Linked DNA regions of Zea mays: regions 1 and 2 are each linked to region 3. The links are chromatin contacts, called in public Hi-C maps. All regions are on one chromosome and are shown on one strand. The core of a region is the stretch at or near the end of the contact, and the rest is flanking DNA. Distances in the headings are between cores, read along the strand shown. Region 1 holds the start of LOC100281425. Region 2 holds the start of LOC103641061. Region 3 holds the start of LOC100283760 (acyl-CoA thioesterase/ catalytic/ hydrolase, acting on ester bonds).

Region 1 (3,700 bases), core at 602-3,101, 190 kb before region 3:
CGGGCGGGACGCGGACGTAGAGGCGCGTGCCCATGAAGAAGAGCGCGCAGGAGAGGCCCATGAGCGTGGCCGGCACGGCCAGCCCCAGCGCCCAGCTGACGTCGCTCTGGAGGTAGATGATGACGGTGGCGGAGACCATCATGGCGATGGTGAAGGTGAAGTAGTACCAGTTGAAGAAGCTGTTGATGCCCCGGCGGCCGGCTGGGGTGCGCGGGTCGAACTGGTCGGCGCCGAAGGCCAGGTTGCAGGGCCGGATGCCGCCGGCGCCGACGGCCAGCAGCGCGAAGGAGGCGAGGAGCACGGCCATCTGGAGGGACGAGGGGCCGCCGGTGGTGCTGCTGTTGGCGGCAGGGTGGAGCGACGGCACGGCGGCGGTGAGGGTGAGGACGATCATGCCGAGGAAGGAGGCCATGGAGGCGAAGGCGATGGTGGCGTAGCGGCCCATGTAGGTGTCGCTGAGGAAGGCGCCCAGGAGCGGCGCCAGGTTGACGGTGCCCGACCAGAGGCTGAGCAGGGTGGCGGCGCTGGCGCCCGACATGCCGTACACGGTGGTGAGGTACACCAGCAGGTTGGCCGTGGTGCCGATGGTGCCCAGCTTCTCGCACGTCTCGTTCCCTGCAGCGCGCGTCGTCATCGTCATGCATGCATGCACATGAAGAAGCCATGATCGATCGATATGATGCTCGATCGGTTAGCGATTGCACAGGACGTCAGGACGTCGTTCGTTCGTGGATCTTTAACTTTTGGGAGCTCGATGAACGCAACTCAACAAGCAGCCTTGCTGGGTGCCACGCAGGCACGCAATTATTGGATTCGCTTTTTTGTACTGGGTGAGTCGTGACTCGTGAGTGCACGCAGCCACACACCGACAGACACACGCACTGCACGGGCGTGGCTGTGCATGGCAAGCCACCCGTACGTGGTCTCCATGGATAGGAGGACCACAGTCAGGACCATCCCCCGTTGTCTCACCAACACCCAATATATATGTAACAAGTGTACATATAGTCTTCAAATTTAGCAACAAGAGCATGTTTAAGTGTAGAATTAGCTAATACTCCGGTTAGCTATTTTTTGCTAGTAGAATTAGCTGGCTAACTATTAGTTGATTTTAGCAGGCCGGGTTGAACCAGCTAACAAACTAATGAGTACTTGGTAGTGTAGCTAATTTCAGCTAGATTGAACGAGCTAATGAACTAATGTGTATTTGATAGTGCAGCAAATACCCTCTCGGTACTTTTTTTTATTTGTCACATGTTTAATTCAAAAATAAACTGGCGGACAACGAATATCCGAGAACGGATGTAGTAGTTAGCTAAAAACAACTAATAGTTAAACTATTAGCCGTGGTGTTATATCTAGCTAATTTTATATAACTATTTGGCTCTAATACGTACACGCATCTAATAAACAGGGCCTTAGCAAAACTCACACTCACCTATGACGTAGGGCATGGCCTTCCATCCACGGTAGTTCTGCTCTGGCAGCTCGCCGCCGCCGCCGGCGTCGTCTGAGAGCTGCTCCTCCACCATCTTCTTCGTGGTGGTGGTCATGGTGTCGTCCACGGCGGCGTACGGCGGCTTGTCGTCCACCTGCCGCTTATGGTCGGCCGCTCCTTCCATATTGATTCTATATATATATGATGATGGTTCGAGAAGAAAGAGGAGAAGAAGAGGAGGAGCGAGCTAGGAGGAGCGAGCCACATACCGGGTCGGCCGTATAAATAAGCGACGAGGATGGATGGGTCTGGCGTGCTCTATCTACAGGAGACTCCATATCTACACAGTGTTATACACATCCGCATACACGGTGTTGATGGAGTTAAGGGCGGAAGCCAGATTGGCTCTCTTGCATAGACAGCAGGGTAAAATAAAATTTTGTTAACATATATCTTAAATTTATTATGTATTTCCTTTAAAATTGTATAATATCCTTTATGTTTGATAGAGTGTGCTATTTTTCAGATGGCTTCGCCCGTGGATGGAGTTGGCCTGATCGAGTAGCTAGCTGCTCCATCCGCAAGCTGCTTGCTGCGATTGCATGGCCATCACTGTCGAGCAGTATATATCGCGCAGCACCGCCCGCTCGTCGGCTACCAAGCGTACACACACAACGTGCGCCGTAGATAGTCGACAGTTGATGTGACATACAACTTGTACTAGCTACTAGATACAAATCTCCTATTACATTACATTAGAACCAGCTAGTAGCTCTTAATGCATGCATGTGTTAGTGTTATTATTATATATATAAGGCCTCGTTTAGTAGAGCTTTCTATGATTCTCTGGCTCCAAAAACTAATTTTTCAATAAAGTGATTTCAAATGTTTCTTAAGTAGAAATAAATCTATTTGACAAAAATCGTTGGCAAATTGTGCGTGAAGTGATTCTCGAGGGGTTGAAATGTGGGAAGCAGGTTCGGAGCAGTGGGAAGCGGGTTTTTTTTGCTCTCACTCTCTAGTATAAAATGGAGACTAGATTGACTTCACTCACACCATGGAGCAACTCAATTCTTAGCCGTTTAGCTTCCTAAAAGTGATTGTCGCTGGAGCAGAGCCGTGTGAGATCTGCCAAACGCCCCCTAATACTACTACTCACTACCGGAATTCGGCTCTTTGCCGAGTGCCAAATGTTTTGCCGGGTGTATTTTTTCCGGGCACTCGGCAAAAAGCTCTTTGTCGAGTGCCAAACAAAAAAACTCTCGGTAAAAGAAAATACTCGGCAAAGAATATTTTTGTCGAGTGTTATATTTTTGACACTCGGTAAAGAACCTCTTTGTCGGCAAAGAGCTTCTTTACCGAGTGTTTTTTTGAACACTAGGCAAAGACAATTTAAAAATCATATTTTAAAGCAGTAAATCAATTTAAATGAAAACTATGTTTGAATTTAAAAATTAAAATTTTCAAACTACCTCGGATGGAAAACCCACCAAAATAAAAATTTGTTGGTCTTGAAATGTATTGAAACTTTGTAATTGATAATTTTTTTGATTTGAATTCATCTTATCATGAAAAAATTCGTGTGATGTTTTCAAATTTGAAATTCAAATTTTGTAAACGACCTCGGATGTAGAAACTATCAAAATAGAACTTGTATATCTTAAAAAGTTATGCAACTTTATAGTTGGTCATATTTTCAAATGAATTCATTTAGTACCTCAAATAATCAAATTACTCTCGATTTATTATATTACATGTGGAATGAAAACATAATATAGACATAATTGATATAGTAGTGTAGTGGTAAATGAAGGTATGCGCAAGATATATGTTGCGAGTTCGAATCTCACCATTCACAAAACATCTAAATTAGATTCAAAATAATAATGAAAAATGATAATGGGCAGTAGTTGGAGAGTTGTTCTCGTAATTTAAAAAATGTTTTGCTGTTTTTTGGAGTTTTTGTGATTCTTAATTTACTGAGTGCTTTTCGAGATCCGAAAAAAGTACTCGGCAAAGAACACTTTGCCGATAAAATGTTTGCCGAGTATTCGTTGCTGAATGTAAAATAGTCTTACTTGGTAAATAACGCGAGTCGGATAATGACTACTACAGTGCATGCATGATCGAATGAAGAGCTGGCGAACTGAAGCAGAATCTGGAAACCAAAAAAGCTAAGAAAGCAGCCGCGCCGGCAGTCCACACAAGCTGACGTTCGTGTGGCTCATTGCATCTCCACACCTTATCTTATCAGTTCGTCAC
Region 2 (3,284 bases), core at 68-2,567, 220 kb after region 3:
CTCTCTTTCGGACTCGATTATATTTCTAACGCTAACCCCGGCTTGTAGTTGTGCTTAAATTTATAGATTTCAGATTTGCCTATTCACCCCCTTCTAGGCGACTTTCAATTGCGTGGGGTAAGTTTTCGAATCATCGCATTAAATGCGCATGTCTCCACGATTCCCGTGATCTTGGACTGATGCTGGGCTTGGGTTGTCCTCCTGTCTGAGACGGGCTCGGACGAGGCAGAAACCGCCATTCCATGAAGAGAGGATCTCGGGCGAGACGAGGATTTCTCCGAGTGCTGCCCTTGCTCGAGGACAGGCTCGGGTGAGGCGGAGTTTTGAACTACCGTCGAGCGAGGTCTTAGGCGAATCGTGATTCGTCCTTTCTTGACCTTGGAAATGTCTTATGATTTTTTCGATAGTTAGGTGTTAAACATGTTTAGAGGTATAATCTGAGTACCTCTAATTATAATACTTGATATATATATACATATATACATAAACATGTATTAAATATTGTATGAATCTATTAAAACGTTAAAACAGATGGATTAGACGGAAGGAGTACAAGATCTTGCTCTTCGTCGTCCGTTTGTCACTGACCGCCTATGCTGACCATACGTGATTATGACACGTGTGTTGTTTGCCGCTGACGTCCTGTTTTGTTTTTCAATATGCTGACCATACGTGATTGTGACACGTGTGCTACTACGTCGTGTTGAATTATGACACGGGTGCTACTACAAACGAGACATCGTGCTACCCTTAAAGCAATCGTAGGAGACGACTTATGCCAAGTGATGGTAAAGCAATAATGTATGACTTTCGATCCATATTCTATACATGATCTACACATAAATTAAAAATTACATAAACAGCGTAAATAGACAACCGTTTGTTATTTATATTATTTGTACGTGTTTTTAATACACATATAAAGAATAATTATCTATGGAATATATATACAACCTTAATTAATATAAGATTTTTTGACAAAACACCACAGATTTAATATAGGATTTCTTGACATGACTTTATTTAGAGGTTAATTATCAAAACAAAGTAGACAGTTTTTTTATAAAGAGTCCGTCTTTAAACGATTATTCATATATATTGTCTATTCATTACAATTATGATCTAGAGACCTAGACTTATATTATATGCTGTTTCTTGTACTTAGAAGAAAATCGATACCTTGTCTTACATGCCCTGCTAGGTAACCAATGCTATGTCACGTGCTGCTTGATTTCTTGTGCTTTGATTGATTAGGGAACGAAACAAACATATAGACGGCTATATGTATAGGCTGGTGGAGTAGGAGTGATATATAGTACTCCCTCTGTTTCTTTTTATTAGTCGCTAGATAGTACAAAATTGCACTATCCAGCGACTAATAAAAAGAAACGGAGGGAGTAATTAATTAGCACAAGCAACAGAAATAAACAAAACATGTCGCTGTCACCTGCTCCGATGCCTTTGATTGCAGTGGGTGGTGTGGATCATCAGAAGCGCATCCAAGGTCAGGTCAGGTGTGTGGGGGCATGGCATGGCAGGTATGGAGGAGTTGCTGACGCTGCTGTTCAACGCGCTGCTGCTGGTGTTCGTGGTGAAGCTCTTGCTGGCCTTGTTCCACACCAAGATCATCGTCATCCTCCTCTACATCCTCGTCCTCCTCTTCGCCATGCTCCTCTCCGGCAGATTCCCCGGTTGATATTATCTACTCATACTCCCCCATCTGAGTTGTTCTCGCTTGTAGCCCTGCCCTGTATCACGTCTACTATTAAAGTAACCTCCATTCACAAATACTATCATATACACAGATTGTCTTCGATTGATTGATCTGTTGGATTGGATTGGATCTGAAAGGAGCCGGAAATGGGGAAAAATGAGGAGTAAGAAGAGAAAAGGGAGCGCCGCCGCGAGGGAAAGGGCCAAGGAAAGGGAAGGCTCTTCTTTTGCCCTCCCAGCGAAACCAAGCCCCGTTCTGGAAGGGAGGCGGAGACCTTTCGTTGCACAGCACAGCACAGCCACCGTGTAACTGCCGGAACACGGATGGGGATCCGCCGTTGCATTCTCTCTTCTCCACACCATAAGCAGGACACCGATGCTATTTCCACTACACCATAAGCAGTGATGGTATCATAGTTTCTCATTCAGCCGCACCCCTTTCACTCTACTGGTTATCTTTTTTTCCTCCTATAAGCCGCGATGTTAATGTTGTGAGGTAATGAGAATCAGAATCAAACATGCAGCTATAAACGGTAAAAGGAGAGAAATCATAATCAAAGCATGGCCAATTCCCACTAGTCCTTAGGCATACATAATGCATAGCCATAAACTGAACTAGTTTTTTTTCCCTGGCATCCACAGCTTTATTTAGCAACAATTAAAATCTCTAAACTAAGATTTGCTTAAGAAAAGCAGCCATACTCAAAAAGCTTAACAAAAGACAGTATGCCATTATTTTTTCACATCTTCATGTACAAAAGCTTGTATCATCCATTAGTTAAGTTTACCATGTGTTTAGAATATAGGCTGCATTGCTGCAATATTAAGAGAGAGAGAGAGAAGGCGACGATGTACCTTAATGAGTTGGGTAAAGCTATTAAGTGATTCATATGCTTGAGAGTCTGGTACAGAGCTTTCATTTTCTTTTGTACTGTATAGGATAGTTTGTTTTATTCTTGTTTGCTTTCTTCTTCTTCTGCAATTTTTCAGCCTAACTTTTTTTTTTGTTTTGATCCACTCTTTTGCTTTTCTTTCTCCTTCAGTCCAGCTACATGTTTGAATGGTTCAGTTAAACTAAATGATTCTTCAACGCTAGGCTTGCTAGCATCCACATTAGGAGTTCCTCGGGTTTCTTCTTCTTCCCCTTGCTTACTCACTCTATGAAGTGCCTCTTCCACAAGCAAGTAGCAGTCTTCATATTCAGCAGCTCTTGAAGCTAGTGGAAGAAGTCTTTGGCAAGGATTTTTTTTTACCCAAGTGTGGCATCTAAATTCTAAATTAGGATTTTCCACTATATCCGTCCCATGCATATCTACATCGAGTCCATCGCTTCAAAATATATCTTTCAGGCAGTAATTTAATGTTCAACAAATGGAGACCTTTTAGTCCATGCCTACATAATATACCAGTTCTCTCAAAGAGTCAACATTTGCATGAGACAATCTGACTAGTAGGATCCAGTATAACCTTTCGCTCTTCATCAAGTGTAACTGTCCCTCCATAAGCTCCAATTGCAATGACAAATTCATTAGTTCCATTTGAACCTACTACATAGGCTGCTAGTGACTTTT
Region 3 (3,635 bases), core at 33-2,532:
TATATATTATATATTATTGTTCAAAGTTTAAATAATGTAGTTGAGAACAAACAAATCTAGAAAGACACTCGTTTGGACGGATAGTAGAGTACAGTATAGAACGGAGGTAAAATCATTTGTCCAAAACGTAACGGATGGTGTGGGTGCCTGGAAAAAAATTTGCTGCAGCCTGGCTGCAAACCAAGATTCTCATAAAAAGGAGGATATACTCCACCTGCAGGTCCACCAGGTAACGTTTTAGTTGTGTTATTAATCTGCGGGTGAGGTCTATCCTTCTTTTTATGAGTGGCTGCAGCAAATTTTTTTTCCAGGTGACTAACCGAACTTAGAATTAGGTAGCTTGTTTTCGTCGTCGTCACGTAGTCATAGGGTCTACTATATATAGAAAGTGATGTTTGATTTCTATAGACTAATTTTTAGTAGCTCTTTTTATTCTATTTTATTTTATTCTATTTTAAGCCTTAAATGATACACGTTCAGCGTCGGCCGACCACTGAAAAAAAAATATTGTCCTTGTTGATGTGGTCTAAAAGAAAATTGAGTACAATTTAGAACGGAGGTAAAATAATGGGTCCATAACGTAAGCTAGGGGTGGTCGTGGTGCCTAATAATAATTTATAATTAGCTGGATAGGCACGTTCGTCGTCGCTCGCTGTCTTTAGTCAGTTTGCTAAAAAAATAATTAAGCGAAAAATACTACTTGTAATAATAATCGTCATCGCCGTGGGGGCGCGCCGGGCTGCGGGCGGCGGCGCAACGTACCTGCGTCGAACGGCCGACGTGGAGCGGGGCGGCGCGGACGAGGACGACGTCTCCCACCTTGGCGCTGCGGAAGTGGTTGATGGTGAGGCTGACGCCGGCAACCCGGCGGAAGCCCGACGCCATGTGCGCGCCCATGCTGGCCAGGCCCTCCGCCACCAGCGCCGACACGCCGCCGTGGAGCACCTGGAACGGCTGCGGTGCCGTGCGGTGCGGGCAGGGCATCAGAATCGATCAAACGACGAGCGCACGCACTCGATCGATCGATCAATGGACGTACGTACCGTACCTGGCAGCACCTGGGTGTGACGGGGAGCCGGCCGGTGACCTGCGACGGCGACACCTCCTCGATCTGGAAGCCGATGGAGTGCAGCACGGGGTCAAGCTCCGCCGTCTTATTCGGCGGCGGCTGACGATGATCCATGGGCGCGATATGATGGATGGAATGGAAGCTAAGGATATGGAATGGATGGATGAAGGGGATTATATTATTGAGAGGAAGAGGACGAGAGGTTGGGTGACGTATTGTATGTAGCCTATTAATGACGTGCGGGCTGTGTGCCTGCTATAATAGTGGGCAAACAAAGAAGCAATTAACCACCAGTCCACTACCACTACCTGTCGTCTTCCGTTTGTTACTAGACACTAGTCAGCTTAATTTCTTTCCCTCAACCTCCTGAAAGAACGATGATGAAGAAGCTCATCATACGTAACGCTGCCGTCACCCACACCTCACCGGCTCACTTCAACTGGGGAGTTGTCTCCGGCCCGGTCCGGCCCACACCTAACGTTCAGTAGTTCCTTCACCTGGTGGAACGGAACGGAACAGAACGGAACGGAACAGAAGGAAGAAGGCCTTCTTTGCCTTTGGCCCACCCACGCTGAATGCAGCAGGCTTTAAGCCCACTGATTATTGTATTAAGCAATCTCGGCATATTATGCGCAAGCACATCATCATATCTACGTGTTTATATATATATATATATATATATATATATATATATATATATATATATATATATATATATATATATATATATATATATATATATATATATATATATATATATATATATATATATATATATATATATATGAGGCAACATTCACTGTCGCCTTGGTTTACAAGTTGAAAGGCAAAGAAGGCTCGATTTGGTTGTTACATTACATCTTTCTATTTTTAACTAATCCAAATCAAGTCTATCTTTTTATCTTTTTAACATGGAAGATGACGACGTGTGACTGTAATCTTCACTAGAGACTGCACTATTTTACATAGGCCACTGTCATTATTTATAGCCATGTTTCTCCATTACTTCACTAGCAAGCGAGCTCGTCTCCATTCTATACTTGTCACTCGTCATCACCTTCCTTATTGGCAGTAACATCTCCATTGCTCATCTTAGTGTCCTTCCCTGCTGGGTCTGCTGCTCCTTTGCTATTTGTTGCCTCGTCTTTCTCTTTGGCCTCTTTCTCCTTCGCCTCCTCCGCTTCCTCCTTGGCCGCCCTAGCGTCAGCTAGTGCCTTAGCAGCAGCAGCAGCAGCAGCATCCTCCTTGGCCTGCTTCAGAGCCTCCACAAGACTCTCCAGACACGCGTTGGCGTCCCTCCGCTTCTTCTTCTTGGACATGGGCATCAGGTTCTCGGCCACGTCTGCCGGCGACATGTCCGTCTCCTCGAGCAGCTTTTCTATCTGGCCGAACAGCTCGTGCGGCTCCTCGACATCCAGGTAGTTCTTGGCGAGCACCTTGAAGGTCCGGAAGCGGCAGTAGGACATCTCGATGTGCCTGTCCATCCTGCCCCGCCGGATCAGCGCCGGGTCCAGCTTGTCCTTGTGGTTGGTTGTGAAGATGATGATGCGCTCGCCGCCGCACGCCGACCACAGCCCGTCGATGAAGTTGAGCAGCCCTGAGAGCGTGACCTTGCTTCCCTCGTCCTTGTCGGGATCCGTTGGGGTTTTGGGCTTGTCGTCTGCCTCGGCCGACGCCCGCTTCTTGTCGTCCTTGCGCTTGCCGGTGAGGTCGATGGAGCAGTCGATGTCCTCGATGACGATGATGGACTTGCCGGTGGTCTCGATGAAGAGCTTCCGCAGCTCGGTGTTGTTCTTGACCGCCGTGAGCTCGAGGTCGTAGACGTCGTAGTCGAGGAAGTTGGCCATGGCGGCGATCATGGTGGACTTGCCGGTGCCGGGGGGCCCGTAGAGCAGGTACCCTCGCTTCCACGGCTTGCCGACCTTGGTGTAGTAGGCCTTAGCGTCCCGGAACGCGCGGAGCTCGTCGAGGATGTCCTCCTTGTCGTCCGGGTCCATGGCGAGCGTGTCGAACGTGGCCGGGTGCTCGAAGGGGACGTGGCTCCAGACGCTCTTGCCGCGGTAGGAGTTCCAGCTGCCGCTGGGGTTGTTGGTGAAGAGGCGGCGCTGGCGGTTGCGGACGGTCACGGCGCGGCCTTCCTCGAGGACGTGGGGCAGGTACTCGTCGACGACGAGGTCGCGGTGGCGCCTGTGGAAGACGACCCGGTAGAAGCGGCGCTCGTCCTCGCCCGGGTAGAAGCTGATGACCTGTGACCTGGCCAGCTGCTTGGACGCGTACCACCAGATGGTGGCCCCGGAGAAGGCGTCGGTGACCTCGTCGTTGTCGTCGACGGAGACCTGGAGGTTCTTGCTGTCCTTGCCGAGGTCGGCCCGGAGCTTGCGCGCGCGGCGGGAGCAGGCGTCGGAGAGGTAGGCCTCGGCGGCGAGGAAGAAGTCGCTGCGGCGGAAGCGCTCGGCGCCGTACTCGGAGATGGTGATCTCCAGGTAAGGGCTGAAGAGAGAGGCGAGCTTGTTCCCCCAGGTGCTGAGGCGGTAGCCGAAGGCGGCGGGGAGGTGGTTCTGCACCA

Evidence for each region. A called contact is a pair of places that touch in the nucleus more often than the background predicts.
Region 1: a Hi-C map of tassel shows a contact between it and region 3, with 1.9 times the contacts expected there. The contact joins the promoter of LOC100281425 here to the promoter of LOC100283760 in region 3. A contact is called at or near these places in 5 of 25 Hi-C or Micro-C datasets (ear, endosperm, leaf and 2 more).
Region 2: a contact with region 3 is called in a Hi-C map of bundle sheath, with 3 times the contacts expected there. The contact joins the promoter of LOC103641061 here to the promoter of LOC100283760 in region 3. A contact is called at or near these places in 6 of 25 Hi-C or Micro-C datasets (bundle sheath, ear, leaf and 2 more).

What each region holds. Positions count from the first base shown.
Region 1 is chr1:184,484,615-184,488,314 of Zm-B73-REFERENCE-NAM-5.0, forward strand. It overlaps LOC100281425, which reads right to left and starts at 1,852. Exons shown (of 3, transcript NM_001154343.2): 1 at 1,708-1,852; 2 at 1,439-1,629; 3 at 1-615. The coding sequence starts at 1,622.
Region 2 is chr1:184,899,041-184,902,324 of Zm-B73-REFERENCE-NAM-5.0, forward strand. It overlaps LOC103641061, which reads left to right and starts at 1,318. Exons shown (of 2, transcript XM_008664460.4): 1 at 1,318-1,691; 2 at 1,806-3,284. The coding sequence starts at 1,532. The coding sequence ends at 2,023.
Region 3 is chr1:184,675,869-184,679,503 of Zm-B73-REFERENCE-NAM-5.0, forward strand. LOC100283760 (acyl-CoA thioesterase/ catalytic/ hydrolase, acting on ester bonds) reads right to left here and starts at 1,283. Exons shown (of 3, transcript NM_001156659.1): 1 at 1,049-1,283; 2 at 763-954. The coding sequence starts at 1,183. It overlaps LOC100383595 (AAA-ATPase ASD mitochondrial), which reads right to left. Exons shown (of 1, transcript NM_001176243.1): 1 at 1,884-3,635. The coding sequence ends at 2,113.